4 separate regions of the Sus scrofa genome follow, and all the other regions are linked to region 4. Evidence: chromatin contacts called from public Hi-C and HiChIP or PLAC-seq data. All regions are on one chromosome and are shown on one strand. Each heading gives the region's core, a stretch centred on a gene start, on an enhancer-like site or on the middle of the called end of the contact. The rest is flanking DNA. Distances are from core to core; before and after follow the strand shown.

Evidence for each region. A called contact is a pair of places that touch in the nucleus more often than the background predicts. HiChIP or PLAC-seq counts read pairs in DNA pulled down with a chosen protein or histone mark.
Region 1: a Hi-C map of alveolar macrophages shows a contact between it and region 4, with 1.9 times the contacts expected there. The contact joins the enhancer-like site here to the promoter of BCL6 in region 4. A contact is called at or near these places in 3 of 47 Hi-C or Micro-C datasets (alveolar macrophages, embryonic fibroblasts and heart right ventricle) and 2 of 2 datasets of contacts at active chromatin or transcription factors (alveolar macrophages and skeletal muscle).
Region 2: a Hi-C map of subcutaneous adipose tissue shows a contact between it and region 4, with 3 times the contacts expected there. The contact joins the enhancer-like site here to the promoter of BCL6 in region 4. A contact is called at or near these places in 24 of 47 Hi-C or Micro-C datasets (adipocytes, alveolar macrophages, blood and 15 more) and 2 of 2 datasets of contacts at active chromatin or transcription factors (alveolar macrophages and skeletal muscle).
Region 3: an H3K27ac HiChIP or PLAC-seq map of alveolar macrophages shows a contact between it and region 4. The contact joins the enhancer-like site here to the promoter of BCL6 in region 4. A contact is called at or near these places in 2 of 5 promoter capture datasets (fetal skeletal muscle and liver), 9 of 47 Hi-C or Micro-C datasets (brain, embryonic fibroblasts, fetal heart ventricle and 6 more) and 2 of 2 datasets of contacts at active chromatin or transcription factors (alveolar macrophages and skeletal muscle).

The regions. Positions count from the first base shown.
Region 1 is chr13:126,602,125-126,609,407 of Sscrofa11.1, reverse strand. All of the region lies in intron 2 of TPRG1 (tumor protein p63-regulated gene 1 protein), which reads right to left. Among named protein-coding and RNA genes, the nearest start is that of TPRG1, 76 kb to the right of the region's middle. Within about 2 kb of position 2,472, at least 1 of the 83 cell types and tissues checked has an H3K27ac peak or open chromatin away from gene starts, as enhancers often do. A contact at or near this core is called in alveolar macrophages, where this site is marked.
Region 2 is chr13:126,695,262-126,702,241 of Sscrofa11.1, reverse strand. All of the region lies in intron 2 of TPRG1 (tumor protein p63-regulated gene 1 protein), which reads right to left. Among named protein-coding and RNA genes, the nearest start is that of TPRG1, 170 kb to the right of the region's middle. Within about 2 kb of position 1,766, at least 16 of the 83 cell types and tissues checked have an H3K27ac peak or open chromatin away from gene starts, as enhancers often do. A contact at or near this core is called in alveolar macrophages, retroperitoneal adipose tissue and subcutaneous adipose tissue, where this site is marked.
Region 3 is chr13:126,792,954-126,800,474 of Sscrofa11.1, reverse strand. The region is part of intron 5 of TPRG1 (tumor protein p63-regulated gene 1 protein); the gene reads right to left. Among named protein-coding and RNA genes, the nearest start is that of TPRG1, 270 kb to the right of the region's middle. Within about 2 kb of position 4,419, at least 1 of the 83 cell types and tissues checked has an H3K27ac peak or open chromatin away from gene starts, as enhancers often do. A contact at or near this core is called in alveolar macrophages, where this site is marked.
Region 4 is chr13:125,387,156-125,394,075 of Sscrofa11.1, reverse strand. It overlaps BCL6 (B-cell CLL/lymphoma 6), which reads left to right and starts at 4,213. Exons shown (of 8, transcript NM_001315701.1): 1 at 4,213-4,373; 2 at 5,926-6,147. The coding sequence starts at 4,213.

The DNA.
Region 1 (7,283 bases), core at 1,223-3,722, 1.2 Mb before region 4:
CCTTGCTCTTCACTCAAAACCCACTTATTGAAAATCAACAATGGACCAGGGTTAGCATGAAGTTTTTGATACGTAGCAATCTCTTTCTTTTTTTGTATTTTCTAGGGCCGCACCCATGGCATATGGAGGTTCCCAGGCTAGGGGTCTAATCAGAGCTGTAGCCACTGGTCTACGCCACAGCCACAGCAATGCAGGATCCGAGCCACGTCTGTGACTTACACCACAGCTCAGGCAACGCCAGATCCTTAACCCACTGAGCAAGGCCAAGGATAGAACCCACAATCTCATGGTTCCTAGTCGGATTCATTAACCACCAAGCCACGACAGAACTCCCCTAGAAACTGGATCATTTCACATCATTTCACGAGATGTAGCAATCTAAACAATCTATGAATACCTTAGCGATGGAAATTATTACCAATATTTTAATTCACCTCTGACTTAAAACTTATGTGTCTAGCAGACTTGGATGACCCAAAAGGGGATAAAATACATGCCAAGATAGTAGAAAAATAAATGCAACCAAAAAGCATAAGATAGGCAGAGAAATTGATACTTGATAGTTCAAAAATGTCATTAAACTTGTCATTAAAGTTCGTTTTCTTCTTTCTGATAATTGTTTTATGACATAAGATTTTTCCAATTCCTAAAGATGTGACTATTTTAGTTTTTCAAAGTTTGGGGCCTTTTAAGGGGACGTTGATTTTTATAAAGAATCCAAATTATTAGGCTTGAGATCTATGTCTGATTTTATATTTGACATTGAGCATTCTTTTTTTTTTTTTTATTTTCCCACTGTACAGCAAGGGGGTCAGGTTATCCTTAGATGTATACATTGCAGTTACAGTTTTTTCCCCCACCCTTTCTTCTGTTGCGACATGAGTATCTAGACATAGTTCTCAATGCTATTCAGCAGGATCTCCTTGTAAATCTATTCTAGGTTGTGTCTGATAAGCCCAAGCTCCCGATCCCTCCCACTCCCTCCCCCTCCCATCAGGCAACCACAAGTCTCTTCTCCAAGTCCATGATTTTCTTTTCTGAGGAGATGTTCATTTGTGCTGGATGTTAGATTCCAGTTATAAGTGATATCATATGGTATTTGTCTTTGTCTTTCTGGCTCATTTCACTCAGGATGAGATTCTCTAGTTCCATCCATGTTGCTGCAAATGGCATGATGTCATTCTTTTTTATGGCTGAGTAGTATTCCATTGTGTATATATACCACATCTTCCAAATCCAATCATCTGTCGATGGACATTTGGGTTGTTTCCACGTCCTGGCTGTTGTGAATAGTGCTGCAATGAACATGCGGGTGCATGTGTCTCTTTTAAGTAGAGCTTTGTCCGGATAGATGCCCAAGAGTGGGATTGCAGGGTCATATGGAAGTTCTATGTATAGATTTCTAAGGGATCTCCAAACTGTTCTCCATAGTGGCTGTACCAGTTTACATTCCCACCAGCAGTGCAGGAGGGTTCCCTTTTCTCCACAGCCCCTCCAGCACTTGTTATTTGTGGATTTATTAATGATGGCCATTCTGACTGGTGTGAGGTGGTATCTCATGGTAGTTTTGATTTGCATTTCTCTTATAACCAGCGATGTTGAGCATTTTTTCATGTGTTTTTTGGCCATCTGTATATCTTCTTTGGAGAAATGTCTATTCAGGTCTTTTGCCCATTTTTCCATTGATTGACTGGTTTTTTTGCTGTTGGGTTGTATAAGTTGCTTATATATTCTAGAGATTAAGCCCTTGTATATTTGCATTGAGCATTCTAAGGCAATAAAAAGACTTGACACAACAAGGACAAGAAGGCTCGGTGTGTAAATGTGAGGGCTCTGTGCAGAGGCACATGCAGAATCTGCTGGATTCTTCCTCATTTGAAAGCCTAGTAGAGTAAGCTCAGGAGGTCCAAAAAGAAAAAAAAAATTATACTCTGCTCTGCCACCAGAGGGCCCCACCACCAGGTAACAGGGCAGAAAATTGCCAGCTTCTGAGTAAAGGACTCAGGCTAGGAAGTTCTACCTCCTAGCTTAAAAGTGGTAATTGAGACCATGAGCACCTCACCCATGCCCTGTGTGTGATTTTGGTTTGCTCCTTAATAATTGCAGAAGTATCTCCCACATGTTGTATACTCAATGACTTAACTTGATTCTCACAGTTTTCCTGTGAATGCGGTAGTATTGCTATTCTCCTTTTCCAGATAAGAAAACTGAAACTGAGAGTAAGCATTTTACCCAAATCACACAGCTAGAGACAGAGTCTGGATTTGAACCCGAGACTCTGATTTCAAAGTTCAAATTCTTAGCCACAATACTGTTTTCCCTGTAATCTGGATAACTGAAGAAGTAGTTCATCATCTTGGACCTGGCAGTGAGTTCAGAAAATTTAATGATCAGGCTAAGCAAGACTCTAGGCTGTGAAATGATCCAGTTTCTAGGGGAAGGCGAGCTCCACCCTAAGGAAGTGAGAGCAAGCAAATAAAGGAGAGGAAGGGAGGAGCCTAGAGCTACCCTAAAATAGCTGTGGCTGGTCTGCCCTTTAGTGCCCCCTCCCTCGGGACTGACAATGCCCAGGACTGACAGGAGGAGGAGTCCCTTGGGAAAGATGTCAGTCTAAGGAATAGCTGTCAGAGCCCAGGCAGGGATGCCTGAAACTGCATCTGAGCTGCAGAGGAGGAATAATAGTGAAGAGCACCCCACGTCTTCCATTTAAATTTTTCACCCAGCTCAGTCCCTACTGAGTTGTGCCCAGATCCTGGGGAAAGAAGACCTGCAAGTAAACCCTTAATGGGGTGTTTTCACCTATGGTCACCATAAGGCTTTGGGAGCAAGGGGTTACAGAACCATGGGAACAGTGTAAGGGACAATGACTCAAAGGAAGGGAAGGGATTCTTGCCGTCTCACAGACATCAGCAGAAAGAACACCAGCATCAGAGGTGATACCAGTTTTAGAAGGAAGACACGGAAGTCCTCCTCATGGGGGACACAATGGCATTTTGATTCCACTGGTAGATGCCAAGAGCCTCAGCATAATGCAAAGCAGTTGGCCTGAGGTGGGATTTAGAGGGCGAGAAAGGAGCCCAAGGGAACCCTTGGCATGACTCTCTTGGCACCAACCACAGGGCATGCCAGCAGCAGGGACAGTGATTAAACCACCAGGGAAACAAGCTCTTTGGCAACCAAGACTGAGCAGGTTTATTTTTGCATTCATGGGTCTATCTCTGGGGACACATTTCTCATGAGAAATGAGATCCCACTTCATGGAGGGAGGTGAGAGCCAAGAGTTATCACCTGGTTGCCGAGAAACTCTCTTAAGGATGGAGGGATGTCTTTTAAAGTATGATCCATGGTCTGGTTCCAGTAGGTTCTTGAGATTAACTTATCAGGGAATGAATGTTTGTGGAGAGAATTCCATAGCAGACTAGAGCTATGATAGCTAACTTTTTGAAAGCCACTTTCAGCTTTAATGTTCAGTGGTTCTTTGAAAAATGAAACTATCTGGAGCAAGAGGGAAATGTCTGAGACTGATCTCCATTCTGAGGTGCCATCTGGATTGAGACAAACTTCACTCATTTTCCTGGTTTTCCCAAAAGGACAGGAAAAGAGGTGAAAATTCTCTCTTAGTAGCTTTCTGTTCAATACTAGTGTTCTGCAAAAAATTGAAAAAACTTTGTGGTGTAGTCTGGTTGTGGCACAGAGGAAACAAATCCGAGTAGTATCCATAAGGATGCAGGTTTAATCTCAGAGGTCGGGGATCCAGCGTTGCCATGAGCTGTGTTGCAGGCTGACAGCTATAGCTCCGATTCCACACTCTAGCCTGGGAATATCTATATGCCCCAAGTGCAGCCCTAAAAAGCAAAAATAAATAAATAAATAAAAATAAAACAAAAAATAAACAAAATTTTTTTTACAAATGACATTTACATACAGTCAAAAATCAACGCTACACTAGCCTCGGAAAATAATTTAAGACCTTCAGACTTTTTTATTCTTTCATTGTCTAGGACACTTTTATAAGGAGGATTATTTGTTTCTGGCTATTAGTACACGTTTTCCGCAGCCATGCTCACTTATGGAGATGCTTCTCTTTCATTATGTGAAGGGAAAGAGCAGAAGTGGCCTCCCTGTCTCTGGAGCCTCCACATGTCTGCACTCAGGGAGGTCATGGATTTCTCTTATTTGGCTGCTGCTGAAACCTATCACCACCACCCTCTTCCTGGGTTAAGAACTCCCTTCATTCTGTGGTAACCCAACACTCACTCCACTATATTCCGAATGCCATTTTTTAAATGATTTTTATTTTTTCCATTATAGTTGGTTTACAGTGTTCTGTCAATTTTCTATTGTACAGCAAAGTGACCCAGTCGCATGTACATATATGCATTCTTTTTCTCACATTATCCTCCATCATGCTCCATCATAAGTGACTAGATATAATCCCTAGTGCTATACAGCAGGATCTCATTGCTTATCCATTCCAAAGGCAATAGTTTGGAGGGAGTGGGATGGACTGGGAAACTATCACCTTCTGAATGCTTTTGATGTGTTTAAATTTCTAGATAGTGTCCATAACAAAGCACTGAAAAGTTTGGAGAGTGGTGGGAAAGGGGCATTATCTGGGCTTTGACAATGCCCTAGGACTGAGGCAGAATGGGACAATCACATGCCTACCTAACGAAAAGATTCAGCAAGGAATACAGCCTGCAGAGACACAGAGAGCCAGCTCTGGCTTTACTATGCTTTGTTTCTCTCTGTTGTTTCCACAGAGCAGACCCAAACTCTAATGCTCTGACTATCCTATAAATGCCATCTCTGGCTCTGTGTGAGTCTCTCTAGGTTATAAATCCAGAAGAGGAATTTCTGGTCATGAGAGTCACGTATATTCAATTTCCTGACAGATTGCTGTCCAAAATGGCTCACCAGTTTACATTCCCATCCGCAGCGCAAGGGACTCTCATTTCCCCACATCTGTGCCATCAGTGGTACCATCTGACTTTCTAATTTTTACCAATCTGATGGGTGTAAAATGAGTCTCATTGTGGTTTTAATTTATACCCCTCTGATTGCCTGTGATGTTGGGGATCTCTTCATGAACATGTAGGTAATTGGGGTTTCCCTCTGTGAATTGCCTATTCACAGTATTTGCCAAGTCCTCTTTTTTGTTGTTGTTGATTTGCAGGAATGGCTTAATTATTCTAGATATTAATCCCTTGTCAGTTTTAAATGCTGTAATTATCTTCTCCCAGGCTGTCTCCCATCTGCTACCTTTATCTACAGTGTCCTTCATTGAACAGAAATTCTTAATTTTTAATGTAGTCAGATCCATTTTTTCCCATTATGGTTTGGACTTTTTGGGTACTGTTCCAGAAACATTTCTCACCCCAAAGTCACCAAGCTGTCTTCCAGCATTTTCTTACTAGCTTATAATTCATCTGTACATTTAGGAGTTCAGTGCACTAGAAATTTTATCAATTCTTATTTTTCTCTATTTATTAAGTCACTTTTGGCAACACTATATGCTAAAAAAAAAAAATCCCCCTTCCTTCACTCATTTATCAAATCAATTTATACATATAAGGACATATTATAATTTATAATCCAAACAGAAATTTGAGAGCAAAGGGGGATATTATCTGTAATTTTGCTAGGTCAACAGGCACAAAGGGGGCATCTTATAGTTTAGAAGCCAAACCAAGATTTGAGAGTAAAGGGGGATATTATTTGGAATTTTGCTAGGCCAACGGGCTTTTGCTAGGCAAATTTGAATAGTCACCTTGATTTTATACCATATGGGACTGTTTATGGCTCTGCAATCTGTTCATTACTCTTCATCTGTTAATGTTATAGGCCACATTGTTTTATTTTATGATTATGTAGTAATATAGAGTAGAGTGAATATGTCCTTTTGCTTTTATTTTCCAACATTGTTATTTAATTGTGGACTTTTATTTTTCAAAACATTTTTTAGACCCAGTATTTCAGGTTTCTCTGCAGAAGTTTTGATTACCATTCTATGTGAGGTTTATTTAATTTGGGAAAATTTGACATCTTTAAAATGCTAAGTTATCCCATCCATGAACATGGTTTATCTCCAATCTACATTATTTAGATCTTCTTGTATGCCTTTAAATAAAGACATTAATTTCTCCAAAATCATCTTGTACTCGTTTATTAGGTTAATATATTTATATCTTAAAATAATTTTGGTATACTGTGAAGGACAAATATATTTTTAATTATTGAATCCTGATGGGAAGAATGCTCCTGGCCCTTGTACCATCATTATCCAAATTATGATTCAACACCAAATAGTGTAAAAGTTTGTGTTAGTTTCCATAAATGGTTGTATCATCTGAAAGTCTTTCTCCTGCCAATATTGATACCTCATTGTGTTTCTTGCTTTATTATAATGGTTATATTCTGTAGTATTAGGTTAACTAGTAGTGGTAACATAAGGCCCTTTTTTCTTATATCTAAGAAATACATCTAAAATCTTGTCTATATCTATGAAATATACCTAGAGTGTCTTCTTTAAGTAGGAAATACTTCATATATAGCTTCTAGACAGTTAATGATGTACTTCCCTATGCCTATTTTCGTGAAAAAAAAATTGTATCATAGGTAAAATTTGAGTTTTATTCAATAATTTCTACTTCTGTTGAATTTAGCATATGATTTATTTCCTTAGAAAATTAATATGCTATATTACATAATAACTTTTTGATGTGAAAAAGTACTAGCATTATTGAGATAAATTATATAAGATTGTGATGTATTATTTTTTCTAAATAATATAATTTGTGATCTAATGATTACTTTAGGATTTTCGCATCTATGCTTATAAATAAAACTGGTGTATTTTTTTTACAAATGATATTTATATATGGTCAAAAATCAATGCTACAGTAGCCTCAGAAAATAATTTAAGAAATTTGGCCTTTTTTATTCTTTCATTGTCTAGGATATTGTATAAAGAGGATTATTTGTTTCTTAATTTCTTTCTCTTTTAAGAAATCACTTACAATCCATTTTAGTGGAGGATAGAGGTTGGGATGGGGACTTTTCCAAAAATCATCTCAGTTTCCTTTCTTCTACTGATTCTGGAATTATTTTTCAAAAATTTATCTATTCAAAGTTCCCTTCGTGGCTCAGTGGTTAAGGAATCCGACTAGAAACCATGAGGTTGTGGGTTCGATCCCTGGCCTTGCTCAGTGGGTTTAGGATCCGGCGTTGCCATGAGCTGTTGTGTAGGTTGCAGACACAGCTTGGATCCCACACTGCTGTGG
Region 2 (6,980 bases), core at 517-3,016, 1.3 Mb before region 4:
TAAGAGCCAAAAGATTCCTTCTCAAAACTCCATCATAGATGGTCTGTGGGTTGAGGATGGCACGTAAGTGTAGATACTGAATGTGAGTTAATATATTGGCCAGCAGACAAATGATGCTTCATAGACACTCAGAGATAGCTGGTCTCTAGCCACCTTCCTACATATTGTCCTCAAGCAGTAGGGACAGGGAACGGGTGATATAGGTTTTGTGCATAAGAAAGTTAATTTATTCATAAAATGGGAGTTACCATAAATGGGATCTTCAGAACTATCAGCAGCTCTAGTAAAAAGCATGGGAAAGAAGTCAATTGGAAAAGGCTATATCCTATATGATTTCAACTATATGACATTTTGGAAAAGGCAAAACTTTAGAGAGAGTAGAAAAGTCAGTGGTTACCAAGGAGTGGGGAAGGGATACATAGGCAGAGCACAGAGTATTTTTAGGGCAGTGCAACTCTAATGCAAGCTATGGACTTTGGTTGATTATGATGTGTCAATGGAGGTTCATCAGTTGTAACAAAGGGCCACTCTGGTGAGGAAGCACTGATCATGGGGGAGGGTGTGCATGTATAGCTGTAGGGAGGATATGGAAAATCTCTCCTAATCTTCCTCTTAATTTTGCTGTGAACCTGAAACTGCTCCAAAAAAAATAGAATATTTTTTGGAGGTCTCGTGGTGGCACAGCAGAAACAAATCCAACTAGGAACCATGAGGTTCCCCTGGCCTCACTCAGTGGGTTAAGGATCCAGAGTTGCTGTGAGCTGTGGTGTAGGTCACAGACATGGCTCAGATCTGGCGTTGCTGTGACTGTGGTGTAGGTCGTCAGCTATAGCTCTGATTAGACCCCCTAGCCTGGGAACCTCCATATACCATGGGTGTGGCCCTAAAAAAAAAAGAAAAATAGAAATTTTTTTAAAATGAAAAATAGCAATTTTTGATTAAAAGATAGGAAAAGATCTGGAGCCTAATATATAAAGACCTATGTCAGGAGAGACAGGATAGAGTTACCTCTAAAACCAGAGCATGTGTGTCATGTTAGCTAAGGGACACTCCACAGGAGTAGGTATCAAACCAGGTTCTGCTGGGCCTTAGATATTGCCCCCAAAGCAGCTATATGTACCAAGGATGGGAGAGGTGGAGTGGGAGACAATTCTTCCACTTCCGTCTGAATATCCATGGTTTCACTTAGTTCACATAATGGATTTCCATAGGAGACTTCTGCTAACAAGAGGATCTGGATGCTTTGAAAGCATATATACAGACGCTTGTTGTCTGTATTGCTTTACCACCAAAATCTGACTCCATCTTTTTCCTTCTAACTAAACTTGAGCGGACTCACTGCCTTGCTCAGACATTCAAGGTCCTTCACGGTCTGGCCTCAACCTTCTTCCAGCTTTTACCTATAGCTGCTTTCCCATGTTCCTTTCTTACCAACCAGACTACCTCACAACTTACTCTTTACATTCCTAAAACGGTACTTTTCAAGTTATAATTACTTGCTAACATGTCAAGTTCTTCCATTAGACTGGGAGCTCTTCAAGGGCAAGGACCATGTTTTGTTCATTGCCTCTTTGTTAACGAACAGGAGGAAAAAGCCTGGCCCCTTCTCAGTTGTTTCTTGCAAGAACTCTCAAAAATGCAGTGACCAGAAGTTCCCACCAGATGGCAGTGTGTGGACATTTTTCCCCTTACCAATCAGAAGGGAGAGGAAGGGTTTACAGCAAATTGCTTTTCATTTCCGTCCTTGTGAGACTGACAAACAAATCTCCTCAGACATCAGGACTTGTAACTGGGCAGGTGAATTCACATCGCTGAATCAGAATCTCAGGTGGCCCTTGTATTCCCTAGATACCTCTTCTCTCTAAAAATATTCCTTCTGCAAGCTGAAAAAGGATTATACTGTTCTGTGTTCTAGGACGGAGGAACTTGGAGTTGAGTCTGATTGTCACAGGCACAAGGTGACCATGTTTTCAGCAGTGAGGAAAAATGGTCACCAACACCCACTGATTGCTGCCATCTGTTGAGGTTCCTTCACCTCCTGCCCACCCCCATCTGCAAGACCCAGGCTGCAAGCAAAAGTCAGCCAAACATGCCAGCTAACTTGTGAAAATGGCATCTTCTCTGCATTCTTGTTTCTTTTCCCATTTGAGACCACGGAGCTGGTTGGCTCAGGAGAGCTGCAGGTGCTCTAATCACAGAGCCCCTCGCCTCTTTACATGGGGACCCTGTGCTCTGCTCTGAGCTTCTCAGAAGCAAAGGGTTCCCAAATGGAAGACATTCCCAGTCCAAATGAAAAACAAGGAGAAACATACCCAAAGGAGCTCCCAACTAAAAATGCTCAGGGGAAAAAAGGACCTCACTTTCTCACTTCCATCTGTTTCTGTGTATCTCTACCCTCACCACAGTCTAAGAAGCCACAAACTTCCCTTCTTGCTCCTTTGAAATCTGCTGTGTTGCCTTGACAAACTAGATGCTCTAGTTTCTCTAAACGTTACTTATTCCTAGGGATTTCTCCATCCTCCACTGCTAGAGCAGAGGTTATAAGGGGATATGAGTCAATAACATTCTGGAGAGTTCAACCTATTTTAACAAAACCATCTTCCAAGTCCCTGTAGATGGGCCTCACTGGGCTGACTCTGCCCCACCCTGGGCAACAGGCTTCATTTAATGATACCAGGATGGTTAGCACCCAAGTTCTAGTGTCAGCAGACCTGGGTCAGATTCTAACTCTGGGTCAAATTCTGACTCTAATTGTGTGATCTTGTGGGAATTTCTTAGCCTCTCCAAATCTCAGCTTCCTCAGCAATAGAATGGGGAAAATATCTACACGTCACAGAGGGAGGTTGTGCCAATTAAATAAGGCAGGTAAAGAGTTTAGCATGGTGCCAGTTCAAAGGGTACTAAATAAATGCTAAGAATCACTGCTAGCATCAGCAGAAATACTCTGCAGAAGACACGGCTCCCTAGAAGTAATTCTTAGTGTTACACTCAGCACAGCTTCAGAAACATTTAAAGAATCCAAAAGCTCTTCACAAATCATGTCGGGACCCATCCCTTAAGTGAGATCCATATTGCTCTCACATACTTATTCTTTCTTTCAGTAGGACTTAGCTGAGTATATAAGCTGTGGCAAGCTCAGGCAAGGCCATGAAGACACCAGGATATATGAGACATGGTTTCTGTCCTCAAGGAGCTCACAGTGCACTGAGAAGCCCACCCCTAAGCAATTATAATATAGTGGGATCCGTGCTGTTATCTGGGTGTACGCAAAATACAGCAGACACAGAGGGAAGGACCCAGAGAACTGACCCACCTTGCAAGACACTGCTAGTCCTTTATGCTCTAAGCCTTGACTTCCTGGATGTGTCTGCTTCCCAAAATAACTGTCTCCCTGACAATATATTATGATAACTTATATCTCTAAACTTGGCACGGACTAGTCTCTCTTAATGGAATACCTTCCTGCCTAGAAAACTCCTACCAATTCTCCAAATCTCTAACTAAAAGTGGTGCCACTTGTACCAGAGCAGGACAATATGGTCCTTCCCCACCCCACCCCCATGTCCTCTGCCTGCCTTTTGTCTGTAGAAAAACTTTAGCCAAAGAATATGTTTAATAAGAGAGGTGAGAAAATGCAGAAGCAAATGAAAGAAATCAAACAAGACCAAATAATAATAGTTTAGTCACTAAGCAAAGTCAAGGACATTTAGTGCCTCCTCAAGGGCTATAGATTATATTCTGAGCCATATCCCTTAAGCTGTTTTTAGAGACTGAAACCCCCACCAGGTGGAAGAAGTTAACTCCATGATGACCAAACTGTAGCCATAACATAAGCTGTCATGATTCCAAGAACTGGTCTCAATGAAATGAGAATAAACTGACTCTGGAACTGAAGATTAACTGTACTTGAAACCAGGAAGATGATGCTGATCAGACCACTGCATGACCATTTTAAGATGACTGTCACAGTTGACTCTGCTATTTTTGTGGGTAGGCCTCTCTCTCTGTACATAAAAGCTCTTGCCTACTGTAAATGGAGGGAGATGGCCTTTGGATTTGAGTTTTACTTCTCCCCCCATGGCCAGACTCCAGAATAAAGCAAACTTTCCTTTTCACAAACCTTGCATTAGCTTTTGGGCAGTGAGCAGTCAGACCCCACTTTGAATAACACTGTGATAGGTCTTCCTCCGTCCCCCCAAGGAGACTTGGGAGCGTCTTCTCCCCAGCAACTATGATCTCACTGAACGTGAGGGGCACACACTTCTACTTTGGCCCCAGCACTTGACTCTGTGTCCAGCACAAAACTAGCCTTCAGCAATAGTGATGCACAATGGAGCCTCCCTCATGGCACCACCATGCCTGCCCTGTACCGTGCTACCTGGCACAGCCCTCATTCAGTCAGTCCAGGGAAAACAGCTCATCTATGGAAGGTCCACTGTCCATCAAGTCACCCAAATCCACTGCAGGAGGAGAGAAAGTTTTCTAATGTCATCCAAAATTTCCCACCAGTTTGAGCCTGGTTTTTCCCTTTAGAACAGTGCAAAATAAACATGTTCGTATTCTCCTCCACACGGCAGCCCATCAACGATATGAAGACATCAGACAAATATAATATCAATACAAAATCCTCTTTGAGTTTTTTCTCTTCAAACACACACAGCTAATTAAGCCATCATTAACACACATTTTTAAGTGCCTAACATATGCTGAGCACTTCTTAGAAGCTTTGAGTGTCGCAAATTTAGTTCCGATACCTCCAACACCACTGGCATACTGACAAGTTTTGATTTGTTTCATCGTGTCAGTTTCAGTTCTGTGTTCTAGAAGGTATAGATAATTTTAGATATTAATGTTTTATTATTGTTATTAGCATTGCATTAATTTATTAAAAGTATATGCCAAGCATGATACCAGATGTTTTTGGGAGTTTTTTTTAATGGCCGCACGCACAGCACATGGAAGTTCCCAGGCCAAGGATTGAAACTACACCACAACTATGGCAACGACGGATCCTTCAACCCACTGAGCTTGACCAGGGATCAAACCCCCATCTCCACAGCAACCTGAGCTGCTGCAGTCAGGGTTTTAACCCACTGAGCCATGACGGGAACTCCAATACTAGGTTTCTTTTTATTGACTTATTTTTCTTTTTTTGGCCACACCCACAGCATGCAGAAGTTCCTGAGCCAAGGATCAAACCTGTACCACAGCAGTGATCTGAGCTGCTTCAGTGACAATTCCAGGCCCTTAACCCATAGATCCACTAGGGAATTCTGCTAGGCTTCTTTTTACTCTTATTGTACTGCAAAGGCAAGCAACCACATTCCTTCTTTCCAGGTAAGGAGGCTAAACCTTCAGATATTAACTCCTGTTCAATGTTAGCTTGTTGATGGGTGTTAGAGACAAGAGACAGGGTCAACCCAGCCTTTCTCCACGGCCACTGTATGTACAATGCCATCTCTATGTGCCAGTTTGTGGCACGTGCTTTTCCTTTAACTTTGGTGTCATTTGCAAATTTGGACATTTCTTCTAGAGAAACTTTCAAGTCATGAATAAAAAACATTGGCCAGAAAAAAAAAAAAAAAAAGAAATCTTTGGTACTCAACAGAGACTCCGTTCTAGCTGACATGGAGCTGTGAGCAACCCGAAAGAGACACTTTTGTTACTCAACTATGAAACCAGTGAATACGCAACACAGTCCTACTCATGTGTCACCATCTTATGCAAAATCACATCACAGGAGGCCGTGTGAAGTCTGTTGCTAAAAATCTTCTTCATCCTGCTGATTTGCCAATTTAGTGGCAAAATAAGGAAGAGAAATGTGGTGTGTCTAGCATGACTCGTTAGTGGTAAACTTGCATGAACTTCTAGTGATTGGTACCTTTTCTTCAAAATGCCCACAAATCAACTGAGTAATGATCTGTTCCAAAATTTCAGTAGGAACCTAGATAAAGCTCACAGTATTTCCTGGCTTCAGTGTTTAGTGCTGTGATAAACTGCCAAGGAAACCACTTTATTAAAAGCGGCAATCCTTATGAACTTGTCCAAATGTTACTGGTTCCCAGGGCTATTGAGAAGTTGGTTACATTTAATGTTAAGTTTGACAACAGAACCTCTCCCTTGTTCTTTACGTTGTGTGATGTTACATCAGCATTCCGTGTTCCTTTTTTCTTTTATCACCTATATGTCAACTGGCAGAACATTTGGCTATACTTGCCGAACTCCAAAATTAAAGGCTAAAACCTCTTTAGAATTTGTAGGAATAAATGGTTGCCTATGAAGTAGGTAGGTGGATCTCAGAAGTCCACTCACAGAAAACAGCTTCTTTTTTTTGCTTTTTTAGGGCTGCATCCATGGCATATGGAAGTTTTCAGGCTAAAGGTCAAATCAGAGCTACAGCTGCCAGCCTACACCACAGCCACAGCACCTCAGGATCTGAGCCACATCTGCAACCTACAACCACAGCTCACGGCAATGCTGGATCCCTGACCCACTGAGCGAGGATTGAAACCACATCCTCATGGATACTAGACAGATCTGTTTCCACTGTTCCACAATGGGAACTCCCTCTTTTTTCTTTTTGTTTTTGTTTGTTTATTTGTTTGGATTTTATTTAGTTTATTTATTTAGCAAAACAAAAAGGAGAGAAATTTGACATTCAACTCACATATGCTAGGTTGAAGTAGAATTCACCTTACATTTGTTGGGTTATAGCTTCTCTTTGGTACTGTATAGCACTTATGGAAGGTGATTTATGCCACAAAGATAAAATATAAAATATTGATCTTATTTTAAAAGATAATCTTAAACTATAACAATAACAAGAGTTGTGGCACAATGGAAACAAATCCAACTAGTTGCCATGAGGTTGCGAGTTCAATGCCTGGCCTCGCTCAGTGGATTAAGGATCTGGCATTGCCATGAGCTGTGGTGGAGGTCACAGAAATGGCTCTGATCTGGAACTGCTGTAGCTGTGGCAC
Region 3 (7,521 bases), core at 3,170-5,669, 1.4 Mb before region 4:
ACACCTATATTCCTGACCCAGAAACAAAAAAAATAGTACATGATTTTTAGTTTATGCTACCAAGTTTTGAGGTAAGTATTTACACAGCAATGGATAATTTACACACCCCAGCCTGTATCTCTTCTTCAAAGCACTGCCACTGTTGTAATTTTATACTTTATTAATGATCTGACTATGCCCTTGACTGAGAACTCCATGAGGGCAGAAACTCTCTCTTTAGCTCAATGACATCACAATACCCAGCCCAGTACCTGGAAATGGAAAGTTCTCAGTAAAAGTCAGTGGCGCCAATAGTTTATCCCAACCATGGAATTTTCCCATAGCCAAGCATGCACCCCAAATAATAAGCATTATAAATAAAGAGCATTTTCCACTTGTAGTCTCAGGGTTCCTTCTCTGCCTCCCCATCACATATGAAGAACACCCAATTCAGTCATCACGTGCCAGTGCCAAGGGTTCTACTAAGCCAAGTATTCTCACACCCATGCCTTCCTTTTCTCATCCACTGGCCCAGTTCAGGTCATTATAATCCCCACCTTGACCCTCAAAGAATCTCAGAATCTCTGCCTTAGCTGACTCCATTCTCCCATTTCTGTTTCCTCCAAACTGTCTCTTCCATCGTCACCACTCCTATCGTTCTGAAGCAAAATGCCAATTGTTTTAGGCTCCTCTCTGTGCCAACCTTCTACATCTCAGATCCTAAGATGACTAAAACCCAAATATCTCATACATTATCCAAAGTCATTCAAAAACTTCCACCAGACTTTCTCAACAGCTGGGACCCAGCCCCTAAGGAGACCCAGCATGGTCACAATAGTTAGCCATCTGTTTGTTGTGCCCGGAAGTCCTACTCCTCACTAGCTCTCTGCCCAAATCCTGCTCATCCTATAAAGACCCCCTCAGATTCTACTTCCCCTCTAAGACCTTCCCATGTCTCCAAGGAGAAATTTTCTCTCCCTCTCCTGCACCCATGGCACTGCTGACTTTCTCCCGAAGCACTAATCAAAGCCTAGTTAAAGTGTCAGTGCGTATGTGTCTGCCTTCCCAGGAGACTGTAAACATCCTGGGAGCAGAGTCCAGGTCTCATCACTGTCATCATCATGCTTGCCACGTGGCCACAGCTCAGGAAATTCTCCCTGAATGTAATCGAATTACTACTTGGAAAAAACATACTTTTAGGAAGCCACTTTTTATTTTCGACATGCTGTTGGGAGGGCAGATTATTAAATAAGTAGGGGTTTTTTTCAGGTTTTTTTTTTTTTTTTTTTTTTTTTTTTAAGCAGAGAGACCACAAATCACCTTTGAAGCCAAGAAAAAGATATGATTGGAGGGAAATGAATCGCAACCTTTAATCTTCCACTGAGTTTGGAAAAACAACAAAATGCCAGCTTTCAACCAGATCATTTCTTTTTAATTAAAAGTTAGCTGGATTCTTTTGGAGCACTCAGTTTTCTGGTCAAGTCAACAAAAAGTAACCAAGGCCATCCACACCCCCTCCCCTGCCCTTCCACCCCCACCTCTGGAGTTAGGCAACCCTTAGGAGCGGCAAACATTTGAGCTGTTTGCTCCGTGCTCATAATTAGATTGTCTAGACAGGAGATGTTGCTGGAGCAATAGGAAAATATTTTACAAGGTGTTCCGCAGAACCACACTTATAACAGTGATTAGGACCCACTGACAGACGCGAAGCCAGCAGAATTGGCCTGGGCCATGAGCCGGTTTCACCCAGAGCAGAGCAAAGCGGAGCAGAGGCCCTTTGAAGCTCTTGTCTGAGAAGGAGATGCCAAATCAGAACTCTAGGGGCACAGAGCAGCTCACTGGCCTTTGGATCCAAGGAAGCAAGGATTAGGTAGTGGAGTAATGTCTGAGATGCCCTCCCTTCTCATGCCTTCCTCCCACTGATAATAAGTCAACAGGGGGCAGCTCCTAGGTCCTGCATTTACCAGCATCTCTACAGACAGGATGAGGGGTGACCCCCTCCAGCAGTTTCCAAGCCTCACTCCTGCAACATTTCCTATCCCTCAGATTTTGTAGAAGACACATTTAAACAGTACAGAGAGAGAAACATATAATACCTGTTCTTGCAGGAAGGTATTTCTTGGCCTGACCTTCCTGCTTAGGTTTTGTTAGCACATGAGTGTGAAGCAACATTATTTTCCAGCAGAAAACCTCTTTTTTTCCACAGGAGTAATTGATTAGGTAAAATCATTCAGTCCTCTAAGATGATTTATTTTGGTAAAATTGATACATCAATGGAGCACTACAAAAGCACAGGGTTTCAAGACCAAAAAAAAAAAAAAAAAAAAAAGCAAAAAATATTTTAGAAATATTTTAGAGGTTTAGGTGTAAATAAGAAATTTGGGACTAACAAATACACACTGCCATATATAAAATAGATAACCAGCAAGGACCTGCTGTATAGCACAAGAAAATCTACTCAATATTCTACAATAACCTATAAGGGAAAAGAATCTGAAAAAGAATAGATAGAGGTATAGGTACAGTTATATTAATCATTTTGCTATATACCTGAAATTAACATAACATTATAAATCAACTAAACTTCAATTTTAAAAATTTAGAAATTTTATAAATGAGGAAACCAAAATTAACAAGGAGGAGACTTTCCTAATCAAGAAAGTGATTCCGTATGCAAATCCCTGAACCCTTAACCAGGGCCTTTCTCAAAAACCTATTATAGAAGCTTACATCCTTCAAGAGCTTACTGCATAACATATTTTTCTAAGCATTTTATAGGCATTATTTCATTTAATCCCCAATACTATAGATACTATTACCCTCTCCAGTTTACAAATGAAGAGGCTGGGGCATAGACTGTTGTGTGCCTTGCTCAAGGTCACCCAGAAGCACACCTCAAATTGGCTCCCAGGTGGCCTGACTTCAGGACCTGCTCTCTAAGCTCTAGACTATCTACACTCTACCTCTTCATTATAGACTTCAGATGGGACAGAGGTCACAAAATGGGGCCTGTTTAACCTCAAAAATCCCAATCCATTTGAGGACAGATAGGAATTAGGTACACAACAAAAGGAGTTGACATCAGAGAAGCTCATGATTCAGATCCCACCATTATTTATCTACATGATTATACACAAGTGAATTGACCAGTCAGTTTCCTCATCATTATTTCTTGTGGATATATTTTTTAAAAATTGGGAGCATTAACAAATGAATATGGATTTTTAGAACTCTTTAAGGAACAAATCATTTTAGCACTTTACAATTTAAAAAACACTCTCATACCTATCACTTAAATGGGCTATATTTAATGAGCTAGGCTTGACAGGAATTTTTATCATTGACATTTTATAGATTGGAAATTGAGAGCCCAGGAATTAAAGTGAATTGTCCAAATTGAAACAGTAAGAAAATTGATGTGGTTAAGATTAGTCAAAGCTTTAAATTTATGGTTAATCTTAGAAACTGAGTCTTCCTCTCTTTCCTCCACTTTTCAGGAGATTATATACATAATAGGATTATAAAAATTAAATTTTAAATTAAGATGTGGGAATGAATCCAATTATGATAGAAATAAGATTTGGGGTTTTGATCTCGAATAAGGAACAATTACCAAATCTGCGTGTTAGCAACTAGTTAAACCAGTTACCCTGTAGGATAAACCAGACCTTTTATCATTTCCTGATTTTTGTGTCTGGTGAATGTTTTAATCCAAGAGAATCTTCCTTCATCTCAAAAATAAATGATCCATAGTCTATAGCTTTCTCTTGTCCATCACCCTCTCACTGCACATTAAGCCAAAGACAAAAGAGTGAATAAAACAAAACAACACTGTTTTGTAAGCACCCATATGTGGAATATGCTGGCACATGTTCTGCTAAGTTCCAATAGTCCTATTCCTAGAAAAGAAGCAGAATCTACATTAACAGGAGAGGTTATCTTCTCCCAGAGGGACAGAGAGGAGGAAAGGAAAGGAGAGAGGATGAAAAAAACAGAGGCAAGATCATAGAGAAAGAGGAGAGGAAAGGGAAGGAAAAGGAAGGAACAGGAGGGGAGAAGGGAGAGTGAAGGGAGAGAGAAAAAAGGAATAAAATATTATTTATTAAAAGAACACTGGACAGGAAATTGGAAGAATTGATACTGAAACCCAACTCATTCTAAATAGCTGATGGTACCTGAATCTCCGGACCTCTCTTGGTATCATCACTTTTTTCATTTCTAAAATATAGTCAATCCATGGTATTTATTCTTGGTATTGAAGGTCAAATGGCACAGAAGATGTTAAAGCTCCTGGTAAACAGTGTCAGCATGACCACCTAAGGCCAGCAGGTGCTAATATTGTCATTGTGTTTTCTTTTAGCAAGGGAATTGCTCACTCTCTTCAGTCTTTCCCCTGAGTCAATTTATGACTATTTAGCAGCTGATTTTCCCTTGCCTCTTCCTCCTTTTGCTGCCTGCTGCCGCCTGACCTCTTACTTATAATGGTGACTTAATGCCCAACCAAGCAAGGCCAATTGACTTGGAAATAAAGATAACAATCAAATTAATCTATTTAGTTCCATGTTAACAAAATCTTTTATCTGAGAGAAAATCAGAACTTGTTAACACCTGATATCTAGAAGGCATATTACTAAGGCTTTCAAGGTATCTAATTAGAGTTGTACAATAAGACTATTAATGAAACAGAATGACAATATGAATGACCTTTTGATAGATGAGGAAACAAAGTTAGCGGTTGTAAAATTGGGACCAAAATCCGGGGCTCTCCCCCTAGTCCAGAACTCAACTATGGAAGTTTGCTAAAAAAATTGAGCGGAACTTTAAAAACCACCCCTTCATCATGTTTCTAACCCCAGGGGCCCAGAAAAGGCCCTTTAATTTTTAACAGCATGCTAGATGCTGGCACAGGCTTTCTTACTCTAGCCCTAGAATGAAAAACTAAATAAAGCCATACGAGTTAATTAAGAGGACTGAAATTATATCAATTCTCTGCAGTAATAATTGGATGCCTCATGGGAAATAAAATCGAATATGCCATAAAAATGAAATTTGTCTGGTAAAACTAATGAAAGAAGGGAAGTGAAAGACAATAGAATGTAAGAATAGTATGAATATGCAGATTTCTTATGCTTCACTGGAGGTTTAATATATACTACTGAAGATGTCACATCAAGTGGAAGCATATTATCTAAATAAACAACCACTGATATAGCTGATAATGATACTTATAAAAAACTTAAAGTAAATGATATGGAAGTATAAAAAGAAGATTAAAAAGGGAGTTGTTAACATAAATGAGTTTATATTAGAGGGTAATAGATAATAATAATAATTGTCACTGCTGTGGTTTGATCCCTGGCCCAGGAACTTCTGCATGCCAGAGGAAGGAAGGAAGGAAGGAAGGAAGGAAGGAAAGAAAGAAAGAAAGAAAGAAAGAAAGAAAGAAAGAAAGAAAGAAACAAAGAAACAAAGAAACAAAGAAACAAAGAAACAAAGAAACAAAGAAAGAAAAGAAACAAAGAAAGAAACAAAGAAACAAAGAAAGAAAAAAAGAAACAAAGAAAGAAACAAAGAAAGAAACAAAGAAACAAAGAAAGAGAAATAGTAATTTAAAAAAATTAATTACCTTCTCTCAGTCTATGACAGATCAAAATTTAATTAATAAATTTATCCAAAAATTTAATTAATAAATAATTGGAAAAGACAGAGAAAATATAAATAACTTAATGATAATGGATCTAAGTATCATTTATCAAATACGATACAAAGAAAGCAGAGACTTCACCACATCCAAGTATATATGAAATGTTCATACAAATTAAGTATTGAAATGTAAAAATATTCAGTAAATGGCAAAGAGTAGAAATAGTAGAGACAACTTTCTCTAAACACAATGTAATAAAACTAGAAATTAATAATATAACTCAAGAGAGTAGGCACACTATAGTCAAGCTTCTGAAAAGCAAGCATAAAGATAACATTTGAAAGCAGCTAGAGAATATACAGAGGAATAACACTTCAAATGACTATGAACTTTTCTTCAGAAATTATGGAGACCAGATGACAGTGGAACAACACACTGTGAATGCTAAAAGAAAAAAACTCAAGTCAGAATTCTCTAACTAGAGAAAACATTCTTTAAGAATGAAAGTTAAATAAATGTCACCTCCCCCCAAAAAAAAGAAAATAAGAAATTTATCCCAGCATATTACAATGCAAAGTGCTGTGTATTTGGAAAATGACATCAAAGAGAAACCTGACTCTTCTAGAACAAAGAACATCAGAGATGAAAACATGTGCTTAAATATGAGACATTTTATATCCTGCTTTCTTTGAAATACATATGATTTCTTAAAGCAAAATTTATAACATTATCTTGCGGGGTTTAAAATGCACTTGAAAGTAATACATGTGACAAACTATAAAAGAAAAGGCAGTGAGGAGGGGATGTAAATGGACCTCTATGTATATGTGTACATATATACATTTATATATATTTATATGTATATAAATTTCTGAGTATTATGTTTTGATGTCTGACTGAGAAGAGATGCCTCCCTTAGGGGTAGCCCATTCTTAGAGAGAGTGATGGCCCAATCCATGGACTTTGATATGCAAATTAAACAATCCAGAGGCAAACCTTCTCTCTCTGGCCCATACTTCTCATGAGGCAATATTCCTCCTCCTTGGCTCAAGGCCAAGTACCAGACAATGAAGAACTACCTGTAGCTTAAAGCCTACAAAAAGTTTTCAAACTAGCCAATCCTAAACTCTTTACCCTGCCCTGCCTTGCCTTTCCAGTAGAAACTCCAATAAAGGACTTGGCCTAATTTCTCCCCTAGCTCCTGCCCCTTCTGCCTCTTGACAGATACTATGTATTCTTCTATGGCCCTGTATGACACCTTCTTTGGAATTTGTGAGCATAACAAACTTTATCCTTCCAAGCCTATTCTTTTTCCTCCTGTGACCATACTGACTGTATAGTGCCATTTCCAATGTGTACATTTTTAGAACAATATGTTTACAAGGTTTTTATGTTTTAAGTGTAGTATTATAATAGTAACCCTGAGTACACTATGAAAAGTTAAATATTTATATTCCTAGAGCAGCAGTTCTCAATCCAGTGATTTTTGCCCTGAGGGCACATTTGGTAATGTCTGGGGACATTTCTGATTGTCATAACACAGAGACAGGATGCTACTGGCACCTAGTGGGTAGAGGCTAGGGTTGCTGCTAAACATCCAGCAAAGTAAAAAACAGCTTCCCACACCAAAAAATGGTCCTTATCAAAATGTAAATAGATTGAGAAACTCTGTCTAAAGCAACTACAATATTACATAAAATGTTATAACTAAAAAGCCTAAATACATGTGTATATCCATATATATACTTATATGCATACATATGTAATACACATATATATATTTAAGAGGAATATTTAAATACTTAAAATAATTTAAATATTTAAAGAGAGGGTTAAAAAGGGGGAAAGGAATAAAAAATACAAGGGGGAATGGAAAACAAATAATAGGTAACTGTCTT
Region 4 (6,920 bases), core at 2,964-5,463:
CTCGAGGCCTTGCCAAACCGCTCCCTTTAAAATAGGGGGTGGAGGGGCCAGGACAGAGAAAAAAAGACGCACCAGGCAAACACACACTGGGATTGGGTAACTTGTTTGAAATAAGCCTGGGATTGGACCCGAAACCAATCTAGACCGGCTGTGCAACTAAATTGTCTGACTTTCCCCATTTATAAAATTGTAGGGGTTGGGTTGGACTAGGTGAACTCTAAGCGTCCTGAGCCCGGCGCGGGCGAGAGATTTAGGGGAAAGTGTGCCATATTCCCCGCGAGCCTACCCGGGCCACCCCACCCCCCCCCCCCCGCCCCCGGTGAATCCCCGGCGGCCCGTGCGGCGCAGGCAGAGATCCTGGCGACTGCCTGGGCAGGCAGCTTCCTGGAAAGTTACTTCTCGTTGGAGCCGGCGATAGGCAGAGAGTGTTCTGTGAAATCCGCTGAGTTGAGATCGACTACGTTCCGGGAATGAGAGGGCTGTGCCATTCCCCTCACTGCCCCCTGCCTTGACAGCGTAACAGGAAAAAAAAAAAAAAAAAAAGCATACACAATGTTAGCTACCGAGGTGCATGAAAAGTTTTATTTGAATGTAACCAAATTAAAGGGCTGCCACCAGCGTATCTACTGGCCTCCGCCGCGCCTGCGGGGGCTTCGACGTGGACCAGCCGAGGCTCCGGGATCACGCCCGCGGGTGGGCGGTCCCTGGCAGACAGGTACAGTGTGGTGAGGGTGGGCAAATCCGCAGATCTGCACCGGCTGGCCGGGGCCGCAGGGCTCGGGGTGTGTGCGCTTGTAAGCCAGCAAGAGATGGGGGCTGCCTCTGGAGGCGGGAGGAAAAGGTGGGGTCTTTCTTATTGGCTGGCTTCTCTCTTCCCCTAGCCCCTAGCTCTTTTCTCTTGTCTCTCTCCCCTTCGTCCAGCCCTTTTCTTCCTCTTCCCCCCCCCCCCACCTTTTTGAGGGGGAGTTCCCTCTTTTTTCTTGTTCAAACCCTTAAAGGATCTGCTTTCTCAAGGTGCCTCATTGAAAATAATATACAGGCAAATGGCCAAAGGAGAGAAAGTGTGTGGGGGGTGGAAAAAACCCTGTTTTACTCTCACTTGGCTGTTACTGGGGCTAGAGCTGGGCTGGGGGTCAGGGGAGTCCAGGTCTGGGCCTTTGCAGATGTCAATTTCTGACAGCTCTGCTCTCTTGGTTGTCTCTGTGGACGGGGTCTTGTCTGTGGCGCTGGTGGAATGGCTAAAGCAAGTAGGATGTGTCTCTGGCTTTGCTTGGAATTAGTTCTGAGATCTCTGGTAAGCCTTATCCCCTGAAGCCTCAGTATCCTCCCGGTAAACTGGGGCTTTTATGAGGATTAGGTACAATAACGGATGGGAAAGAACTGAGTGGTCCCTGAAAAACAAGCCAAATGCTAGTCAGGCTTCCACACCTCCAACACCTAGAGGGAGGCAGTGTTGTCCACAGCCACCATGACCCACATACTAGTTGTGGCGTCTCCTAAGATAAAGCTCGCTTAGAAAGGAGTGGAGTTAGTAGGGACAAGGGCTTGGTGTATGGTGTTTGTTTTTGTTTTGTATTTCAAGCCAGGCAGAGAGGTTTAGGGTGAAAAGTGCCCATTCCTAGGGCCTGGCTGACAGTGGACACAGGGGAATTATTTTGTTTGTTTCAATCCACATCTGGAGTGAGTCACTGCCACTGGTCAAGGTGAAATGGCAAATCTGGGCTTCCTGTGGTTCCAGAAGTCTGTGACTGGAAATCCACAAGTGAGATGGTGGTTGAAGCTGGTTCAAGGATTGCCTTAGGTATTCCAGAAGTGTTGAGAGGGTCTCTTCCATGGGAGAAGAGGAGAAACCTCACATGTGTCTTTAGCATTCTTTTTCCAAGGAGACAATCCTTGAACTTGGGTTAGGACCAATTTAGTGTATCTTTCTTTGCCCATCTTGAGTTAGGATGGGGAGAGGAGGAAATAGGTTCTTTGTCTTTTTCTATCCTCTCCCTTCCCCCATTTCCTTCCCCCACCCCCCTCTCTCACATGCACACATTAACCTTGAAGCCGATGAGATTGAGTGACTGGCACTTGGGACCACAGAGAAATGTCAGAGTGTTTGGTTACAGACTCAAGGAAACCTCTCATTTTAGAGTGCTCATTTGGTAAGACTCAGCAGCCTGGAATGGGGGCAAAGTGTTTGTGTGGGGGAAGGAACTTAAAAATGAGATTCACCCACATCAGGGTGCTGTCTTGCATGTTCAACAGCACGTAGGCTGATTTGGAAAGGGGACAGGAATTTGAGCCAGGAGACCTAGGGCCGGGCCGCTCACCATCTATGTGGCCCAACATGACCTCCCTGGCCTCAGGCCCCTTTACCCAGAAAAGAGCTCTAAAGGGTTATGCTTTAAAAAAATCGATGGAGGGGTGCTGGGTTGGGGATAGGGTTCAAATGTCGTTTTGTTTCACAGCCCACATGGGATCGTAAATGAGAGTCTTTCACCTATGCTTTGAATTATTTTGTTTTAGGGAAACCAATTTGGAGAGGGTCCATATTTCATGAGTGCTGCCTGGCCAGTTCTCAGCTAAACCACACAGTCAAATCTTTCACCAGCAGGGGGAAGCACAAACTTGGAAGTTTGTAGCACTAGATTTGATCTTAGCCCCAGGAGGCTTGGGAGAGGAAACTTTGCAGGGGTGGGGGTGGGGGGCAAATATTCTGGAGAAAAGAGTAGATATGTCATCTCAGGTTGTATTCAGATTCTTTATTCAGTCTTAAGTGTTTCCTGACAGTCAGGAAATGCTGCCTGGCTGTTTGTCCTGAGCAAGCCATTTGAACCCAAGTCTCAGTTTTGTCATCAGTGAAATAGGGATAAAGAGATTGACCCTGTTGGCCTTGTGGAATCATTTGAAGACTTGAAGGATAATATTTTAGCAGATTTTGAAAAGTGGCCTGAGTTTTTAGGCCTCTGAAGGATCATTCTCATTAATATCGAAAGAATAGTTTTTCTTTTTTTTTTTCTTTACCATAAACCCAACGGCATACATTTCTTACTTTGAGAAAAGAAATACATGTGTGTGTGTGTGTGTGTGTGTGTGTGTGTGTGTATGGATGTATGAAATCGTATTCCCAATACTCGGGGTAAAAAACATTATTATTGCATAGCTTCGAGTGCCTGTTGTTTCCGTAAGAGCCGAGCTGGAAAAAATGTGTGCTAGCTTGTGGTAAAACCGCACCAGCTGGCAGGCTGCAGCTATCAAAGTAAAACTAAATATGTGTGTCCTAAAATAAGACTATAGTGGACAATCTTACATTCATTAAATCAATTTCTGTTTGCTTTTTTCTCTTCCCTGCAGGTTTTAAGCAAAATTTTGGACTGTGAATCAAGGCATTGGGTAAGTAAATTGAATTATATGCTTTAAAATTTTGTGGAGAAACTGTTTCTTTCAAATTTGCCAATGCGTGTGTTTCTGTGAACAGTGCCACTTTTCCTTAGATGAGATAAAGGAGAGTGTGTTGCCTCTCCATCACAGCCAGCCCTGCCCCCAACCCCTTTACCCTGGCATTGGACTATCTTAACACTGTTGTGTGATCATTCATTTCCTTACTCAGTTCTTGGTTCACGCTAATTTCACCACCTACTGTGTACCAGCAATGTGCTTGGTGCTCAAGATACATTCAAATAATTCTGAAGCCTGGTAGAGGAGAGACAGATGGTAGCTAGGATAATGAAATGAGATACTGATGAGAATAGCTGTGATTTATGAGAAATTCCACTAATTTTTACAACCCCATGGGTATTACTACTCCCATTTGGGGGAAACTCAAGCCCAGAAACCATAAAACAAGCTGCTCCAAGTCACACAGCTTGCAAAAGGTATGGCCAACATGCTAACCTTCAAAGCGTGCCTTCTCTCCTCTGTCATACTCATTGCCTCTCAATGCTGGTATCTGGGAAAAAAAAAACAAACAAACAAACCGAAAACATTCATCCAATATTCATTCCCTCCTCTTTCCCTTATAGGGGTTTCTATTAACAAATTGGATAAAGATTATTATCTCATTTTTATAGACGTGGAGAGCAGTGTCCAGACATGGGTCATGAACTGTTCAAAAGCAAACACAAGGGAGCAGGCTGGCCCACCTGCTCTGACACTCCTGGGAAGAAGGAACTAGGTCCTGGAGGAGTAACAGGATTTTAACCTTTTCTTTCAGGTGAAGGAAAAATGGCCTCGCCGGCTGACAGCTGTATCCAGTTCACCCGCCATGCCAGCGACGTTCTTCTCAACCTTAATCGCCTCCGGAGCCGCGACATCTTGACTGATGTTGTCATAGTGGTGAGCCGAGAGCAGTTTAGAGCCCATAAGACGGTCCTCATGGCCTGCAGGTGAGGGATCTGGAAGCAGAAGGCAGATGATGGCTGTAAGGGGTATGCTAGTGCCGGCTGCCAGTGCGGAGCGTGGGGGCCCCATTCCGGGTTTGGGATCACGTCTCCTGTGTCTCCAGATCTTTAGCACTGTCCTGGCAGGGTGGGTTCCCAGGAAGCAAATGAATGACCACACTTTTAGAAAAGAAAGCATTTCTATTCGGTGGGAATAGAGGAGAAGAAATCATATACCATCTCCAGAGATGTGTTTGGGGCAAATCTGGTGAATGACTTCAGTGAACCAGTGAAATAATGAAAAGTGAAAGAGAGTTATAAAATATTTTAAGCAAGTTAATTTGAAATCTTTTGCTCTTTTATTTTCCTGTGATTTTTATTTTATGCCGTGACTATACTTCCACAGGTCTTTCAGAGCATATGTAAGTTGGTGAAAGTGATTGACAAGTATTCCAAGGGTTCAGAGCAGTTTTATGTTACATCATCTCCCTGGATCTTCCTAGTGGCCTGTGTTGTAGGTGGCATGACTAGCTCTGTTTTGTAGATGATAAAATGAAGACATTCATAGGTGAACTGATGTAGAGCCAAGGATCCCAATTGCTAGTAGAGGCTTATTCAACACCTACAACGAGCACTTTTTTTTTTTTTTTTTTTTTTTTTTTACCAGCAGAGAGAACAGAGGTTTATAGAGAGATAAAAAGAATAGATAATGCTCACCAAGTGCTTACCATGTGCCAGGCATCATTCTGTCCCTTTTACATTTTCATTCCTGCCACAACCCTGTAAGATAGACAGCATGTTTCGTGCTGGGCAGATAAGGAAAGCAAGGTGCAGAGCAGTGATGTAACTTACCCAAGGTTGCATAGCTACTTACGGGGTGAAGTCCAGTTCATTTCTGGCTGCTCGCTCAGAAGGAGCAGAATTCAGATGTCAGTCGAGAATTCTGGCCTCTAACTGAGTGCTCTTTCCTCTTCCAGACATCATGGTTCCTGGAGGCATGGCTTGACTTTGACTTGGCTCTCCTTGGAATATGGATCTTGTAATAGTCTATGGACTTTTAGAGAGTCAGTAAACCATAGATGGCAGGCGTCATTTTATTTATTTGTTATCAACACCCAACTGGCTTCTAAAACAAACACTAAGAATTTAAAATTAAGGGTAATGTATTGGAACAAGAAGGAAAATGCTTATCCCAAAGATAGAGACTAAAATAGTTACTACAAATGAGTGCTAAATTTAGCTCTGGTAATCCATGAAGTTAAGACTAAAAGGAATCCAGGTTCTGTGACTTTGGGAAAATCACTTGACTCCTCTGATCTCAGTTTCCCCATTTGTAAAGGGAGACAAGGAGAGAGTCTACTATCCTTGGCAAGGTTGTAAGGAACACAAGACAGTGTGTGGAAAGTGCTTAATGACTCTCTGGCATTGATTAAGCCCTCTATAAATGGCAGCTATGATTAATTGCCAAGGAAATTCTGGAGCTAGGTCCAGGATGCTGACTATAACTGATGATAGTTTCTACATGTCTGTTATAGTGAGACATTTCTTTGTTTTACAGTGGCCTCTTCTACAGCATCTTCACGGACCAGTTGAAATGCAATCTCAGCGTGATCAATCTGGATCCCGAGATCAACCCGGAGGGGTTCTGCATCCTCCTGGACTTCATGTACACGTCTCGGCTCAATCTGCGGGAGGGCAACATCATGGCAGTGATGGCCACAGCTATGTACCTGCAGATGGAGCATGTTGTGGACACTTGCCGGAAGTTCATCAAAGCCAGGTGAGCTGCTACCCAGATGGAAGCCTTGGAAATGGATGGGATCAGAAAGGATCATAAACTTTTGATAATGTGTGCATGCAGTAAAAAGAATCCTCTGTGGCATGCCACAACCTAACTTTCCACTGCGCTTGCATACTCCTGCTATCCAGATATGCCATGGGCATCCCTGCTTCTTGCTTCCTGCCATTCACTTGATAGGCTCTTTCCTCCCACCCATCCTGAAAAACCATGCCTGGATGCCAGCTGCTTCATAGATGTTTGTGCAATTATCACTTAGCTCTTTCCTCAGTGTTTCCACTATGTCCCAAAGCCTTTTGCTGGTCCCATTGACCTTGCTTCTATTTTAACTATTTGCATATGTGTTTCAGTTCTCCTTTAGGCTTCTGTTGTAACTATTTACATATGCCCCTTAGTTCCTCCACCAGAGCATGTCTTTTATGTCACCCTGCTCCTACTAGAGAGGACATTTATTGAATTAAAGTGGGTTCACTGGGTCTAAGCCCCTGTTGAGGGCTAGTAAGACACGACCACCATTGACAGGTGAGGAACCTTCAAGGCACAGAAGTGAAGAGCTTTGCTAAGTGGAACAGAGACTCAGGGCTTGACTTCTTTAGAACCATTTGATTGCCTCCCTTCTCAAACAGAGAGGTTTCCAGCCTCCGTTTGATCATCTCCAGGAGCTAGGAACTCAGTGTTCCCAGAGCCATGCAGTCGACCTTGGACAGTTTGAAAGCTCCTCTATATGGCGAGTTGAAATCCGGCTTCCTTCACCT